Linked DNA regions of Bombyx mori: region 1 is linked to region 2. A link is a contact called in public Hi-C data. All regions are on one chromosome and are shown on one strand. Each heading gives the region's core, a stretch centred on a gene start, on an enhancer-like site or on the middle of the called end of the contact. The rest is flanking DNA. Distances are from core to core; before and after follow the strand shown.

What was found. Hi-C and Micro-C count contacts between places; a contact is called where the count stands out from the background.
Region 1: a Hi-C map of posterior silk gland shows a contact between it and region 2, with 1.4 times the contacts expected there. The contact joins two enhancer-like sites. A contact is called at or near these places in 2 of 7 Hi-C or Micro-C datasets (middle silk gland and posterior silk gland).

Annotation. Positions count from the first base shown.
Region 1 is chr27:5,721,291-5,726,991 of ASM3026992v2, forward strand. The region is part of intron 1 of LOC101740640 (dual specificity tyrosine-phosphorylation-regulated kinase 2); the gene reads right to left. The region is part of intron 1 of LOC134201541 (a long non-coding RNA gene); the gene reads left to right. Among protein-coding and RNA genes, the nearest start is that of LOC101740640, 8.3 kb to the right of the region's middle. Within about 2 kb of position 3,896, at least 5 of the 8 cell types and tissues checked have open chromatin away from gene starts, as enhancers often do.
Region 2 is chr27:5,687,099-5,692,386 of ASM3026992v2, forward strand. The region is part of intron 1 of LOC101740640 (dual specificity tyrosine-phosphorylation-regulated kinase 2); the gene reads right to left. The region is part of intron 1 of LOC134201541 (a long non-coding RNA gene); the gene reads left to right. Among protein-coding and RNA genes, the nearest start is that of Mir2774b-2, 33 kb to the left of the region's middle. Within about 2 kb of position 3,638, at least 7 of the 8 cell types and tissues checked have open chromatin away from gene starts, as enhancers often do.

The sequences.
Region 1 (5,701 bases), core at 2,646-5,145, 34 kb after region 2:
GTATACAAAACGAATTATTCAGATTATTGGAACATGCGTGTGCGTATTAACTCATTAACAATAGTATTTATGTATTGCATTCGAATACTTTAATTAAATGCATACGCACGTGTGTTTCTCGGAATTACAAAGGCGCGAGCCATTTTACCATTGTGTCATGGATATTTTAATATTATTAATTAAAAATCGGAATTATTCACTTTGTCTTTTTTTTTTATTGCTTAGATGGGTGGACGAGCTCACAGCCCACCTGGTGTCAAGTGGTTACTGGAGCTCATAGACATCCACAACGTAAATGCGCCACCCACCTTGAGATATAAGTTCTAAGGTCTCAAGTATAGTTACAAATGTATCATCGCGGTATCATTATTATTTGTATACACCACGATTGTTTCAATCGTCTTTGAAACCAACTGGCAACGTAAAATAGGTCAACAAATAAAGCTTATCTTCTTTTCAAATTAATGTGTTCTTGTTCATTCGATTACTCCAGCAGATTGTCGTTAAATACGAAGTTTGGTAACATAAAAACTATGACATTATATGCGAGAGTGACCATGTTTGTTATGCTTTCAATTGATTAGTTAAAATACTCAGCTGATTATCAGGTAATTTAGCATACACTTTGTCAGGAGTATAGAAAATGACAGAGTAATTTTCATCTAGAAAAAGTACTATTCCAGCGGCATATAATTTATTTTCGCGAAGAAATGTTCACTGGTAACAGTTTCACCAGGACAGGTGGTCGACCACGAGCTCAGCTAGGAGGGATGGGATTTGCCAACAGTCGCCTGAGTGACTCCGGAGGAAACCTAACTCTAGGGCAGCTGCTTCGGAGCGTTGAACTCTTTGCCAAATTCGACGAGCACCGTTAATTTTATTTCTACATTAAAACGAGCAAAGCCGTGTATAAAAGCTAGTGCCTCGTAAACATTTTTTTCATTATATTGCTGAAGAACTCTAAACCTACCTGGTACCGGTCATTGTTCTTTACTCGTCGAGCCCTTCGTCGCCAGCGACGGGCTCGACGAGTAAATTAACTCTCAGACACAGCCTGAATGTTTTTTTCATTTCACAATTTCATTTATTATAAATCCGAAAAAAGGGGTTTTTGCAAGCTATATAGTTTTAAAATCTACAGGCAGGCGAACGCAGAATTGACAGCGTGGCAAAACAGGTGACGTCATTGAGCAGGTGTCGGTCTCATGAAGATACGATGAAGTCTATAGCCGATGTGAGTAATGTGGAAGAGTTGTTGCACCAATAGAGATTGACCCGAGGTTTGTTCCGGCTGCTCTACAAAAAACCAAACAGATTACCGCACTCCTCAACGACGCGTGATTCTCGCTAGGATGTACCAAATTTTTCTCTGAAATACATTTTTTTTTTCATGTAGATCGTTTAATTAAATTTTATATTTAGATGAACAATAAGAACTGTCTACTCTACTGCAGTAAAGATACAAAACTGGATCTTGGCCAAATTGTATTTCGTTAATAATTAAAATTTTAAATGCATGAGCAATGTTGTTTGTTGTAAAATTACAGCATGTACTAGAAACAGTTCCGTAAGGCAAACACACAAGGACGCATGTGTGTTCCACATTTTTCGACGGTTCGATACATATGTACGTACGTCTACGTATTAAATTATTTTGGAAAATGTATAATTATGAACGTTTTCTGACTTGAAGAAAACAATAGTTAATTTTTCGTTGAAGTTGTCGTGGTCTAAAGGATAAGATGCCCGATGTAATAGTTTCGAGCAATGCGAATATGCCAGTGTTCGAACCTCGCAGACATGTACGAAAAAAATAAAATATGTACTTAACAAACGTTGACGAATGACTTTCATAGTGAGGGAATGACATCGTGAATTAAACATTCCCGATCCTGCGGACAGAATGGAAAGCAGTAGACGTCGCCCCAAACACGTCATTTCGGATCCTCTCGATCCACTAACGGTGCTTTTAGGTACCTCAAGCACCGTTCTCGTCGAACCCGTCGCTTGCGACGAAGGGCTCGACGAGTAAATTAACCCTCAGTGAGACACAGCCCACCGAGTTTCTCGCCGGATCTTCTCAGTGGGTCGCGTTTCCGATCCGGTGGTAGATTCTGCGAAGCACGGCTTTTGCTGGGGTTCGTGTTAGCAACGTCGTCAGGTTTGAGCCCCGTGAGCTCACCTACTAGTTAAGGTTACGCTGACATAGCCTCTCAATGCTATCAGCTTAGGTAGGAAAAAAAAAAGTGAATTAAAAATCAAACCCATAAAAAATATAATATGCGTCAATTATTATTTGTAGGCAGCCTTATGAACCCGTACGAAAAAAAAACAGATTCCATTTTGTCGGAATAAATAATTGCTTCTATCACTATGTACCAAAGCAGGTACATAAACTATCAGTCGATTTGTATATTAGTTTGTACCTAAGTATTTAAATCACGAACATCATGTCATTTGTCATGATAAATTTACACTGTATACAAATCTATATTATTAAATACATATTAATACGTGAAGCAAAAACTTTGTATCCCTTTTTACGAAAATTGCGCGGACGGAGGAGTATGAAATTTTCCACACTTATAGAGAATATAGAGAAGAAGTGCACAATGCTAATATTTTTTTTAAATAATGCATAAAAGATACATTAATTCGATAAAGAAAACATTACACACACTACATACCATGTATTTGACGCACACACGCATGCATACTATTTATTGTCAAACTTTTCTTCTTGACGTCTGTGGTCAAATTGAGAATAGATTAAATGTTGTTTGTCTTTATTAATATTTTTTTATAGAGTAGCCTTGGCGAAATTTGTGAATATATAAGTATAAAATACAATCATAATAGTGTACAAACTTACAATTCCAATTAATTATTGTCGAATTTCGACTACTGCGGGACCTCTAGTTTATTATAATTATACCAATAATAATGCCAACTTCAAACTATGTGTGAATTTTATGCAATTCATTTCAGCGTGATCGGAAAACAAACATACAAACTATCACATTTATAATATTGACCTAGATAATGAAAAGAGAATAACAGTTTCAGAAGAAAAACTTATTTTATGAATTTTCATATTCGATGACCTAACCTATTTTCTCTTGCAGACAACTTAGCAACCATTTGTGTAATATTTGGACACGTGCTATTTTGGCACGGTTTATCCACGGCCACTGTGTTACATTGTTACGTAAACTTAACAGTTTATATGAAAATAACAGAGCCAGGGGATCTTACAAACAGTACAGTCTGCCCAACTATGTATCTAATCGGAAGATATGAGTTATCATCGGCCGTGTGTCTTAATCTAGGTCTAGAATTCTCATTTTCGAACCAACCATTCTCTACTGTTATCTTCTTCCAAGTCTTTCTACGTATTTTTGCCGTGAAGCAGCCAGTCTTCACAATTCGAATGGTAGAATCATTATTACAAATAGCACTTCGACATTATAAGGGCATAGCTACCACTAAAAACTAGGTTGCGTGCACATCTGCAACAACAAAAACTAATGGAAACAATGGAATCTTCTCATTGGGAGGATGTCTTATGAGTCCGCACGGGTAGTTACCGTGCCTATTTCTACCGTGAAACAGTAATGCGTTTCAGTTTGAAGGGTGGGGCAGCCGTTGTACTGTAAAAACGGAGACCTTAGAACTCATATCTCAAGAAAGATGGCGGCATTTACGCTGTAGATGTCTATGAACTCCGGTAACCACTTAACACCAGGCCGTAAGCTCGTCCACCCATATAAGCAATAAATAAAAACATTTTTTGTGTAATTAATTGTGATTGTGCTTGTAGTGGCGTTTGCTACCTTACTGCTCCTTACTGTCGCAAACATTCGAACCGGTTTTAAGGGTTAAAGAATAGTACATGAAACATTCTCATGAAATCAAAACATCGAACTCGTGTTTTTAATGCGGGAAGATATGTTTATGTAGCGATGTTTATCCGGGCCCAAAAACCGAATTTAGTATCCTCTTCTACTCATTTACGCCTGTCATAGAAAACGCTAGCTATAGTTATTCTTGTAATAAAACAGTACTGTTGTTTTCATGATGCTCGATTTGAAATCCTTTGTTCTGCTTTTTATACTATCAAAACAGGAAACGTACAAGGAAATATGTAAAAACAACTGTTTCACATGTACAATTATTGTAGTAAAGGACATTACGGAAATCCAATGCGGGGAGTAAAAATACAAACAGTATCATAATAATACCTTTGAAATAATTGTTCGCGTGGTTTTTATTAAATTAAAATACTTATACAATAATTAACGTCAATCTAATATTGACCTTAAGTACATAGAAATAGGTAACATCGGAAACAGTTTGATGTATACGACGAGATGCGAACCCGTTCTAGTAGGACTGGTTTTATTTATAAAACTACCTGCGGGCACAGGTGTTCGACCCTCTAGGTCGCTGCACATGCCGATAAAACGAGTCCTGTTGTGCAAACGATTGCTGTTAAATATGCCGTTGCTATGGCGACGCGTTTTGCCGGCTTAGTTTTAAGTTCATTTATTTTTGTACGCAAAAGATTAATCTGCACATTAATATGAGGCGTTAACGTTGTCTACACACTCGAAGTCTTTTGTCGTCTTCTTCTTAGATCTCTTTTGTTTTTTTCAAAAAATTATGAGATATATTGCCATCCTGTAGATAGTTAGGGGCGACAATTGAAAGGTTGTGCCTGTGGCATCATTCTCATTCGCTATTGATTGAGTCAGATCTCAACGAAGTCTTGCCCGCATCTCTCAGGAAATCCAGAAGTAATACAAATGGACCTTACATTCACCTATTGTACTCAATTTATTTCGACACTTACATATTGTATTCGTAAAAACAGAAACTGATTTAAAACCTTCATAGAGGTTCAATAAAAAAAAAAAATCAAGAAGCTTTTTTTTAAACATAACCTCTTTTTTAATGCACATGCAAAACACAGTGAATGCGGGTTCTACGCAGCCTGAGGTTTCAAAGATTGATTGACTTTGCAGTACTACGTCGGATTTCGTGGCTGCCAATAGCCCACTGAGTTTCTCGCCGGATCTTCTCAGTGGGTCGCGTTTCCGATCCGGTGGTAGATTCTGCGAAGCACTGCTCTTGCTAGGGTCAGTGTTAGCAACTCTCCGGTTGAGCCCCGTGAGCTCACCTACACACGTTAGGGTGAAGCTGAAATAGCCTCTCAAGGCTATCAGCATAGGTAGGAAAAATAAAAGGCTGCTATTGCAGAATTGCAGCCACGTAATCCGATGTCAAAAATAGTAACGAAACAGACACAGACCGGTCGGCGTTCCGAGCAGACTAATGCTAAACTGGTTCGACAATTTTCAACTACTATTAACAAACGCTAAGATTTCTTAGTAAAATATCGTATTACCTGACTTGAGCATTGATGACGTTCAAATTCTTATAAAATCCACGTACAAGTACATCGATTACCTACAGTAATTCGCAAATCCATTACGACGTAACGAATAATGAAATTAGAGTTACTAGTGGTTCCACAGAAGTCGAAAATCGATTATAATTATTAGTTTAAATTATAAGTTTGAACATTATTATGGTTCTATTGTCAAAAACTTTACTTCTTTAATCACATATTTTTCCAAGGCTACATTATAGACAAATAATATTAAAGACCAACCATATTAATCTATTCTCGATTAGACCA
Region 2 (5,288 bases), core at 2,388-4,887:
TGTCTGTCCGATTTTGACGGGACTTTCACTGACAGGTAGCTGCTGATGATATAAGGAGTAGCTTAGGCTACTTTTTTAGACTAACTTCGCCCCGCGGCGACACCCGCGATACGACAATAACCGCGGGTAGCATTGCGGGACTCAACTATCAATAATAAATTTTAATGTTTCCGAAGCGAAGCGAGGGCGGGTCGCTAGTTAATTATAAAATGCGACTAGTGTCATCCATGGTAAACCTCGATCAATTTCTTATGTGCATACTTTAACCATATCATATCTGCCTTTACGTTACCGTGGTGTTTATGTGTATACCATTAAGAAGTATTTTTCTTTATCTTATCCCACTAGATGGAGTCGGCATAGCAAATTTTTCTATTCCATTATTTTCTATTAGTCGTCATCTCAACACTCATTCCTCTCTCTTTCATATCGTCATTCACATACTCCATCGATGTCTTCTTCGATCGGCCTCTTCCCCCTCTACCTTGCACTACGATTTCCATACATCTCTTAGTCACATCTCTCTACGCATCACATGTCCATACCACGCTAACCGTTCGCTCTTTTATTTGATAATGTGTATGTTTATGTTTTTTTTATTGCTTAGAAGGGTGGACGAGCTCACAGCCCACCTGGTGTTAAGTGATTACTGAAGCCCATAGTCATCTACAACGTAAATGCGCCACCCACCTCGAGATATAAGTTCTAAAGTCTCAGTATAGTTACAACGGCTACCCCACCCTTCAAACCGAAACGCAGTACTGCTTCACGGCAGAAATAGACAGGGTGGTGGTACCTACCCGTGCGGACTCACAAGAGGTCCTACCACCAGTAAATGTGTATACCACGTACGTAATAATATCATGAAAATCGCATTTAAGCTTTTGAATGGACGTTTAAAATGAGAGAACGTGAAAATGCAATAAACAAAAAATCGCAAACAGTTGCCGAGATATAACTTGTAATTAGCGGCCGCTGCTTCGAGAACGCAAGAACTGGGGTGCCCGAGAACAAAAGGTGGTTTTCAGAACAACTGGTTTAATTAAACCGGTCACTGTTAATAATTACTTCCTGCGCGCAAGGCTGCTTATATGCACGACCTGCAGACGGAGGGCGAAAACTGTATTAGTTCTTGTTATTTATAAAAAAACATTTAACGTGGAAGAGTTGAACGCAAGATCCAACTATTGTCTATATATCTATCTTCATCACTACACAGTATAAAACAAAGTCGCTTTCTCTGTCCCTATATCCCTATGTATGCTTAAATCTTTAAAACTACGCAACGTATTTTGATGCGGTTTTTAATATATATAGTGATTGAAGAGGAAGGTTTGTATGTATAATAACATCCATTAAATAGTGGAGAAATTAATAATAAATTACAGTTTCCGAAGCGAAGCGAGGGCGGGTCGCTAGTATATATAAAAATGAATTGCTGTTCGCTAGTTTCGTTAAAACTCGAGAACGGCTGGAGCGATTTGGCAAATTTTGGTCTTGAATTATTTGTGGAAGAGAAGAAGAGTCCAGAGAAGTTTTAAACAGTAGATAAATATGAAAATGCTCGGAATTAAATAAAAATAACAATTTTGTTTTCCCTTTGATGTTTCCTTTTGTTTTGTTTTAAGTTTATTTTATACAATAGTTTAGAGGTCTTTTATTTCTCGATTGAGGCACTACGAAGTCTGCCGGGTCAACTAGTTAAAAATAAATTTCAATCAAACTCGTGGAATTTATTTTTATTTTACATCGAATATGTTCGTTTTATTATATTGGATTCTGTAAGTATGTTCACAGCTCGACATTTAGTGTTGTATTATATCTTTATTTATTGTTTATTGTCTTTTAGCCTTAATCAAGAGTAGTTTAAATAAGTTATCTTATTTTAACTGTTTTCCTTTTCTGTTTTGTTAATTAGTCAGCTGTTCGATTTTAGCTGGTTTTCAATTTACAACAAAGCAGACATCTCCTTTAATTATGAGTAAGTGGTATCCCATCGCGTTAGGTTAATTGAGGCCGTCAGCGCAAAAGTAGCCTAAGGTTGCCATAGTTATTATGGAGCAATGAAGTTTAAAAGTTTTCATGAATTTGAATTTGAGTAGGCAAAAAACAATACGCGCAAAAATAAGGTTTACAAAGCCATCTGTTATCTATGGGTGAAACTATGGATAGGCTGGTTTTGCATCAAAATTTATTATATTTGATTATCAAAAATTGTGGATTAGGCCACTTTTGCGCTGACGGCCTCAATTGTACTCTATTAATAAGAATAAGAATAACCTTATCCCGGGTATGTGAAGAAAAAAGTAAAAAAAAAAAAGTGTGTGTGTCCGCTCCGACGCACGACTGGAGTTTACTGGATATAAAAAATTAAACGAAACAATACGAGAAATAGTTCTATATTACGACAACACGATACACTACAGATTATTAACAAATTAACGAGACACAAAACAAACGACTAACAAATATATGAAAATACAATAATGAGAGAAACGCGCGATCAGTACGAGGCTTTGTGGCGGACTGCCGGCGCAGCAGCCCGGCGTCACCTGCGATAACGCATTTCGTGTGACATGCGCAATCAGGCGCATAACGCATTTCGTGTGACATGCTAGTACGATTTTGGTCCCCATAATTTTCATACCCCGGGCCTATATATGTAAATCGATTCTAAAGGAGTAAACTCCAAAAACCTATTATATTCAAATCGTACGTCACAGCATACGTACGTAAGAAATCCAGACATTTATATTGACTATTAAAGTTGGCGCAAAATTAATGTGGAAAAACACGAGACTAAATAAAACTAGCGAATGAAAAAAATTATTCCCGCTAATAAATCCAGTGAAATCATACGCTCCACGCGACATTATATTAAACAGGCGATCCGCGATTGTTTTTATCGCTCTCCGGAACATACACACACTCACGACTCTCACAGTTGGCAGCTGCGATGCACTCAACAGCGGTAACGTCACACTGTAAGCTATAAGAAATTGATTTTGAAAGCTATACAAGTTTTTGAATAGAATAAAGCACGATTCGAACATTATTATTTTATACATTATCACCCCATTCGGACTTAATCACTGTCGGATTATTATTACATGATGGCTTATATTTACGAAACATAAACGTTAAAATAGCAGTTAAGTGTCCAGTTTCAGCATTATGGCACTAAGCATTCGTTCAGAACTTAACGAAAACTTTCTATTAAATCATACATTTTGAAAGCTTGAGAACAGTTTATGCGCTATGCTATTTCCCGAACTGAATACATACTTTCTTTTTTACATATCGACTGATGAAAGGATATTAGGTTTAAGCGACATTTCTGTAACCTTACAGGAGAGTCATTTAGAGTTAAAAATTTGGATAAAATATGATAACAGAAAAACTTATTCAGCTATTTGAATGGAGTAAACTTAGTTGAAGTTCAATTAAAAACATCGAACTGTTACAAAGATAAATGTTGCGTATCCAACGAAATGTCGCCTTTTACCCCTCGATATAATGTTACAAGAGAGCGCTCAATAATGTGTAGCTGGACAGATTCAAATCCACGAGCCACGTTCTACCTCTTCCGATTCGGTGTATTGAAGTCAACAAAAACTTAAGAATAACTTATTTAATCGCTTTACATGTGTCAGTAACTTTATAGACGAGTAACAATAACACACAATGTCCGGTACAGGTGCGCGAGAAACGTTTACTCGCAGAATAGTTGAGATTGATCGAATTATTCGTGTTTACGTGTTGTAATGTAATTTACTGTACGCAGCTGATGTTTTAATGTGTGGTTTAGTTTTTTTTTTGTCTATTCTAGTTCATTCTAGACGGCCGTCTGGTGTAGTGGTGAGTGACATGGTCACTACACAAGGGAGACGCGGGTTCGAATCCCGCCAAGGGAAGATGTTTGTATGATAAATATAAAATGTCTTTTCCAGGGTTATGGATGTCTGTTAAATATATGTATGTGTATAATAAAAATCTTACATTTATTTCTTTTTAGTTCTTTACGAACTTAGCACGGGACCAGTTAACGTGGCGTGATTGTTAGTAAATATTTATTTATTATTTCTCGTGCTCATGTAACATTTTTATATTCATCAAAAATGCTTTCTCAGCGCACCCAGAGAATGACATCGTACTATTTCGTTCCATCCAATAAAAACGATGACCAAAGCTAATGAGAAAAACAATGTAGATGCCGAACACCTGTGAACATTCTATAAATGTATTAAATATCATTATACCACTTCAAACTTGAACGCATTAGTTAATACGCGAGTTGTCCTTATAAATTAACTAATTAGTTATTCATTATCTGAGCACGTAACCATTCCGCCAATAGGATAACTCAAATTGGCTGGCGTGGTCCATTTGCTAATCTCTTAAAACGTTACAATTCAATATGTTTTGAATAATTTGATTAATCAATCTCTAATAAGAGGGGAATTGAGACAAGTTTTTGGCTGTCACACCCGTTACTTTCCACAGTTTATTTATTAGGCATAGCTTCAATTTCAATCGAGGAAGTCCGTGAAAGTGATAATATTTTGTTTTATAACGTGAACTCACTGCTTGAACTTTATAATAAACCAATAAAATACATGAAATTGCTATTAGTTCGCTGTCAAACCGCGTTCGATGTCCATACACATTTATATCTGTTACGTCTATACGTTTATTTTATTACCGATATGTGGATTAAAGGGTCGATATGCCTTAAACGTAAAAAATGGTAAAGTCATTATTATAATTAGAGAATAATTCGTTGTGTATTAAATTTTAACATTTGTGACGTCCAAATGAATGAAATATAGATTTTATTCGATTAATATTTTTTCACTAATAAGTGAGGACACTATTATGTTTTAAGTCTTGTCTACAGTACGGAGCTAGCGCGCCTGCGAAATATCTATCATATTTTTTTATGAGAAAAATGGCGTTCGCTACTGTAGTGTGATGCTTAACACACTGGGCTAACATAAGCGCACGTTGTTGTCAAATGTATAACTAGTCAGGTCATAAGTATTGTCACACAGTAAAAACTTTTCTTTTAGAATGCTGGTCACAAAAAAGTTTATTGAATTCCAATTTCGAATTGTTCATGAAAATAAAAATGTATACTTTTAGAATTTTACTCACTTTCAAATATAGAGTGGACGCTTAAAGAAGACCGTGTTGCAGTTATTGCGTTGCATCGTTGCGGTTACGCGCCAATTCAAATTTTTAACATACTGAAAAATTTCAATATAACCAAAAGATTCGTTTATCGTACC